2 separate regions of the Danio rerio genome follow, and region 1 is linked to region 2. The links are chromatin contacts, called in public Hi-C maps. All regions are on one chromosome and are shown on one strand. Each heading gives the region's core, a stretch centred on a gene start, on an enhancer-like site or on the middle of the called end of the contact. The rest is flanking DNA. Distances are from core to core; before and after follow the strand shown. Region 1 has its middle 15 kb from the start of ormdl3. Region 2 has its middle 82 kb from the start of pkd1b.

Evidence for each region. A called contact is a pair of places that touch in the nucleus more often than the background predicts.
Region 1: a contact with region 2 is called in a Hi-C map of embryo, with 4 times the contacts expected there. The contact joins two enhancer-like sites. A contact is called at or near these places in 7 of 18 Hi-C or Micro-C datasets (caudal fin, embryo, hematopoietic stem cells and 1 more) and 1 of 4 datasets of contacts at active chromatin or transcription factors (caudal fin).

The regions. Positions count from the first base shown.
Region 1 is chr12:23,960,287-23,963,634 of GRCz12tu, forward strand. No RefSeq gene overlaps it. Among named protein-coding and RNA genes, the nearest start is that of ormdl3, 15 kb to the right of the region's middle. Within about 2 kb of position 1,870, at least 3 of the 62 cell types and tissues checked have an H3K27ac peak or open chromatin away from gene starts, as enhancers often do.
Region 2 is chr12:23,531,899-23,535,155 of GRCz12tu, forward strand. No RefSeq gene overlaps it. Among named protein-coding and RNA genes, the nearest start is that of pkd1b, 82 kb to the left of the region's middle. Within about 2 kb of position 1,988, at least 20 of the 62 cell types and tissues checked have an H3K27ac peak or open chromatin away from gene starts, as enhancers often do.

The DNA of each region.
Region 1 (3,348 bases), core at 620-3,119, 430 kb after region 2:
TATATATATATATATATATATGTATATATATATGTATAAGATAAAAGAAAAAAAAGTATATATATATATATATATATATATATATATATATATATATATATATATATATATATATATATATATATATATATATATATATATATATACTTTTTTTTCTTTTTCTTTTTTGTGGAACATATGAAACTCTGAACTCTGGTTGTAGTTGTAGTTCACATTTCTACCAAAGAACAGCTGAAATTTAAACAATGCATATTGAACCCTACTTGAATATTAACACAATATTATAAAGACATACTGTACATTCAATTTTTTATGCTTGTGTGGAACATAAATTGAACGATTTATCTGAAAGCTTTACAAAAATAAAATAAACATATACTTTTTTCAGGATTTTTTTTAAGTCAAACAATAACTGTTTGAATGCATTTTAAAGACCAAAGCAATCAAATAATTTTTAAAATATCACATAAGTAAATCAAACATTTAGATTCTGGACATAACAAACAAAAATAAATAAGTAAATAACCACATTGTATTTTTGTTCAAACAATGCACATGTATACCAATAAAAATAGTTTATAATCAACGATGATTTCATTACATTTATAGACCAATATGACGCAATTGCCTTCAAAATCAAGTTATCAAATGCAGCATAAAATCAGATAATTATATTTATATTATCAATGGGGCAACAGTCAATGGTTCGTTCTTAATGAAAACTTTCAATAGAATATCCTTCTGGAAACGGAAGAGCATATTTTTGTTATCAATACCTCAATCTCCAAGACAACTACAATAGGCACTGAATAGTTATCAGTAAATAAACTAGATTCAAGGCCATCTTATCTGCACTAACCTGTCAGTTTATTACAGGGTCTGCACTGACACCTAGCGGCCAACTATTCTGCAACTAATCTTGATATTTCAGAAGAAAAACAAGACATCAGACTTTTTCCTTTTAAATTCATTTTTTATTTCTAACATTACACAAACAGATGGATAAAAGCATTCCAGCCCATATTTGAATCAAACCTTCAGTTTAACTTTAGCAAAAGACCATCACTAGTGTAATCACAAATGATGTTAACATGTTAGACAGAACTACCGCTTCTAAGGTACCATTCAAGAGATTTATTTTATATTAAAAATAAATTGTAATAAAGGAGGCATTGAGTTGATCAGAACAAAAACTTTACATTATTATAAAAATATTTCAACGCTGCTTTTATCCAATATTAAAATACTAAACTGCTTTCAACATTGACAATGTCAAAATCCAATGTTTTGAATGATCATGCGACACTTAAAACTGGAGTAATGTTGTTTAAACGTCTGCTTTTTCATCACAGGAATAAATTACATCTGAAAATATATTTATATAACAATTATTTGAATAATAATATTTAACACTTTTTTTTAGTAAATCTGATTAAATAATGCAGTCTTAGTGAGCATAAGAAACTTAAAAAACAACAATGACAATCTTACCAACTACACTTTTGAAAGACATGCATGCCTATAAATACTTCAATAGACTGATTTATCCCTCTCTGTATAGAAACAAGATTCCTTAATGTTTACTCAACATTCAACCTCCCAACGACTATGATATATCAGACAGTCAGACTTGGTCCTATTCCCAATAGCCCTTTATGCTAATAAAATTGAAAACACAACAAACACAAAACAACAGCATACAAATTTAAACCTAAAAAAGTGGACAGCGGAGTGTAGTACAAAACCAGCAGGTAAAGCTCAGTAAAGCGTGTGTATGAGGAAGGAAAGTGAGGGAAGAGTGGCGCTGACAGGAGACAGACAGTTTACACAGGCTTGAGTTAGTAATGGAGAACTGAGACTGACACATGACGCCTCACTCTCGCCCATCCTGAGCCACTCTCTCTCCCAGTCAATGTTTAAAAAGCACATAGATCACGTTACACACTCAAATACTGCCATGGTGCTTTCTTGATAGTGTCCATGCAGTCTATGGTGATTCAGATTTTTTGACATAATTCAGATCCAGCGGGCACCTTGACGTCAAGATAATGTCAAAAATGTGAATCGATTTGATGTCAATTGACTACTCTGATGTCAAAATGACGTACAATTGACATCTAACACTGGCGTCAAATTACATCAGAAACCAATTATAGATCATTTCAATGTGGTCATGACGTTGGCCCATGAACATTTCCTGCATGTTATCAAACTAATGCATAACTGTAACAAGAGGCAATTCAATCATAACTTCATGGTAAGACAGCTATAATAACATTTTTCATCAATATGTGGCTCTTTTTGGATTCTCGGAAACTATAGAAGTGAAAATGTAAAACAGGAAACACGTTAGGACTATTGTTTTTGTTTACGTCCCTCAAAATGATCTACAGGACAGTGTTTTTAGATGCATCACACATCAAGGTAGTTTACTTGTAGGTTAACAACCTCCAGGGTAAATTTGGAATGGAAGCTATCAGATGAATAAAACCTTTGTTATATTATAATACTTTTTGTCCTTGGTTTGGGGGGTGTAAAGGGTATCAATGTCTGGATGCCAGAATTGACATCAAATCGATTTGTGTGTTTTTTGATGTTGTTTTAACTTAAGGGACATGCTGGATAATTTGTATCCCAAATGTTCAGAATTGACTTTTTCACAGTTGTGTTTGTAGGTCATCTCAGACATCTGGCGAATTATTTCTATTTTTTATTTTAACTTTTTGGCTTATGAGATATAAATTAAGATATAAACTTAAGAGATATAAGACCACGATTCTGAGGACGAAAGTAAGAATTGCAAGATATATGCTAGAGAATATCGCAAAAATGAATCAATATTTTCAGTTATTAGAATTGCAACTGCAATTTGTTTGTTTGTTAAATGTCCGATTCCGGGTTGTCTAATTTATTGCTAGTCACAGGTCAACATTAAAGGATTAGTCCACCCAAAAATGAATTACTCTCATGTTCCAATCCCTTGAGACCTTTGATCATCTTCGGTAAACAAATGCAGTTATTTTACATGAAATGCAAAAGCCTTCTCCATAAACAGTAATGGTCCCAAGTTAAAATACAGACAAAAAACCAAAAAGAGTGAAAACATTCCATGTGTAAAAAGGACTTTGTTCGCCAAGGTATTTTCTTCCTCATCAAGTTGGTGTATTGCCATTAGATTCATTAGCTCAACATACAAGCATTGTACTGCTGTAATAAATGAATAACCTGGCAAGAGAAGAGAAGACATTGGCAGGCAAAGTGGTTCTTACAGTTTTTTGTTGCAAACTAATTGTTCTTCGAGTCAGATTAAACATTTTGACAATGTATATATTTATATAGGGTGCCCAA
Region 2 (3,257 bases), core at 738-3,237:
GCATAAAACACTGATATTTGCTTTATTTATTATTCTAAATATTTTTTTAATTACAAACATATGCAGCAAATTTCACAATATACTTGTTAAATTATCTAAAGATACAGTTAAACAGACTGCATGCCTCTTCGGCAGGTGTAGAACAAATTTATTATCTGTCTTTCATGAAATTGGGTTTCTGACAATGAGCTGTGATGACATGAAATATAGGCTAATAATATCCATGATAATCCATGCATGCGTGGCATTATCTAAGAGCTCTATCATGCCAGTTTTGTTTTCAAAATAAGAGTCCCACATACATAGAAAGGCTGATTTAAGCTTTTGAGTCATGGGATCTGCGTGACTCCTGATGCCTGTCTTGTGCGTTGTCGGGCATTTATAGTTCTGCATGCTGTTTGTGTTGCTCTGCAATAACACTTTCGAAACACTAGCTGGCAGTAGGGTCTTATGAAACTCTGTGAAACAAACAAACAAACAAACAAACAAACAAATAACTAGGCATACCTTAGTGGGAAGTTTCAAACTCCACCTCCAAGTCGCTGTCATTGGATATCTGCGTGTTGCCAAATGTTGAGGGATTAATTTTGCGATACATATTGAATTGAGTGCTGGTAAGCCTGAAAGCAGTGCACCCTCACAAACTTATAACAAACTCTGAGGTGTACACGAGCCCATTTAGAGTATCTGTAATAAGCCACTTTCGTGGTTTTGTTTTGATAAGATTAACTTTGGAAAAAACACATTCACATGATGGATTTGAATGGGGAAAAATGAGAACACCAAATGCAAACTCCTGTGTCCTTCTCACCTTCCATTTCAGCACAATTTTTTTTTACTTTATTGTTAAACGATTGATTTCAACCTGAAAACTATTGTCCTAAGCACTACCGTACGCCGTATGTAATTTGAGAGAGAATGCCATTCTGCGCGTTGATTGACTGAGAATATTTAATGTAAGATGAGATAGAAAACTTCAGTAAGCCCTAAGATTACAATAAAATTAACTTTACAAAAGTATGTCTGGCAACGCTGCTCAGCACCGCCCACACTTGGAACTGGTACCAAGCCGACCAATCATGGAGCTTGCAATGGAGATCAATTTTTTTTAAGAGGTGTGTGTCAGCATCAGTCATTGAGGGCTAAACAACCACACAAAGGCTGTGCTGAACCATACCCGTGCACTTGATGCAGTAGTATAAATCAGCCTTTAGTATAATGCAAGCTTAGATACATAAGCTTAAATATAGCTTAGAAAATTAATTCAAACTCAGGAAACATTGTCAGTCAAACACAGCCTGGGGCTTGCATATTAACAACCCCATGTGGTTCATCAGAGTCAGTGTTTTGTTTCCGATTGGCCTGTTTTTCACCATGATTTTCTCATGGGATTTACTTGAAAATGAGTAAACAAGGGTGTTTGAGGCTCACACTATGTCATTACCATGTACTAAACTTTCAGCTATGCCTAGATATATGCAGGTTGTCATTCTGTAGCTACTTTAAAGTTCATTTGAGTACACATTTCCTTTACTTGTTAAAATTAGTACTTTTGTATTGTTTTCCAGTCATAAAAAAGTTCCTAATACCAACAATCTTACTGAAAAGCCATAAACCTCAAAAGATATTCTTGCATATCTTATCTAATTTAGCTATTTGTATGAAGTACATTTAATTTGATTTGATTTTTTAAAAGGGAAAACAAGATAAAATTACAGATAAACAAAGTACTTTTGCAGTGTAGAGGAAATTAGAAGGTGGAAGCATTTTGAGGCCCGTTTTCCCTCTTTCAGTCTTGCTCTTGCGCTCTGCGTGTCCTCACTTGACCCTCACTAGTGAAGCTGAGGAAATGTGTGGAGAGAGAGAGAGAGAGAGAGAGAGAGAGAGAGAGAGGGAGAGAGAGAGAGAGACTTACATAATGGGTTTATACGTGTGCAGTTATAAACACGTGTGTGTGGGAGGGAGAGAGGAGGGAGACAAACAGACAGACACACAGACAGACAGAATGAGGATGTGTCACACTCACTTTCTCTAGGTTACAAGCAAGGCAGCGCAAAAGCTGGGTCAGAGATATTGGTGTATGTTTTAAGCCAAACAGGACGTCCAGAATATAATCATTGTAGAATGGTTTGTACTTTTTATGACAGATTGTATTAGATTTTTTTTGCGATTAAATAAAAGAAGAACATATTGAGTAAACCTTTAAACTTTGGTAGGTTCATAAACTATGTATTATGAATACATACTGTAAATACATACATGAATTATAAATGATTAAAAAATGTAAACGGAATATAAAAGAAAATAATAACAGTAATAACGTAGCAATTGGAACGGCTCTGTTTCTCTGGATGGAGTTACTTGTTTGACTAAAATGCTCAACATACGCAAGCTATTGTTTGTTTAAACTTGTGAAACGTCTCTTAAATAAAGAGAAAACTCTTTCTCTCTGTGTGTGTGTGTGTGTGTGTGTGTGTGTGTGTGTGTGTGTACGTGTGTACGTGTGTACGTGTGTGTACGTGTATAAAAACACCAGCACAGGACCAAACAAATCAATGATGCAGAGGGCTGAATGGTCGCACATAGCAACAATATCTCGACCAATGGCATGAGTTTAAGTACACATAATAGTGGATGTTTGAAACTTTTTTAAAAAACAAATGTGGACATACATTAGTAAAAAATCTATTTTATAAGATATTTAGATCTCTTAAATCTTTAAACGAGATAAGTGATGGCTGAAAAACCAAGAACAAAAAAAATATTTTAAAAGATTTAATGTATACAATTTTTTAGAAATGGTTCGGTTCATTTTTGTAGTTCAGTTCTTTTAGCTTGTTCTTTCTTTTTTGCTGAGTGGTCTTAGTGGTTTTGGATCCACTATTCATTACTAATTGACCTAAAGATATACACCAAAGAAAACAATTATGATGTATATTTTGTGACAGATCCTACTGTAACAAAACCCAAAACAAACTGTGTGCTGCAAGGAGATTAGCAAAAATCAGGCATTCTTGAGTATTCAGTTTATTTTTATGGATGTATCCTATGAGTTATTTTCTTTTCTTGTTTTTGATTTGTTTATTTGTCTTTGGTCCATGGTGCGTTTATATTACAGTGTGTGCCAAAAACAGGCCACTAAAAACTTTCACTCCACTTGTTCACACTTATTTACTGTAAATGAACTGCAATAAAAGTAATTGAACCTCAATTACAATTAAATTTACGTTTTCTTTACACATAAGACCTAAGTCGAA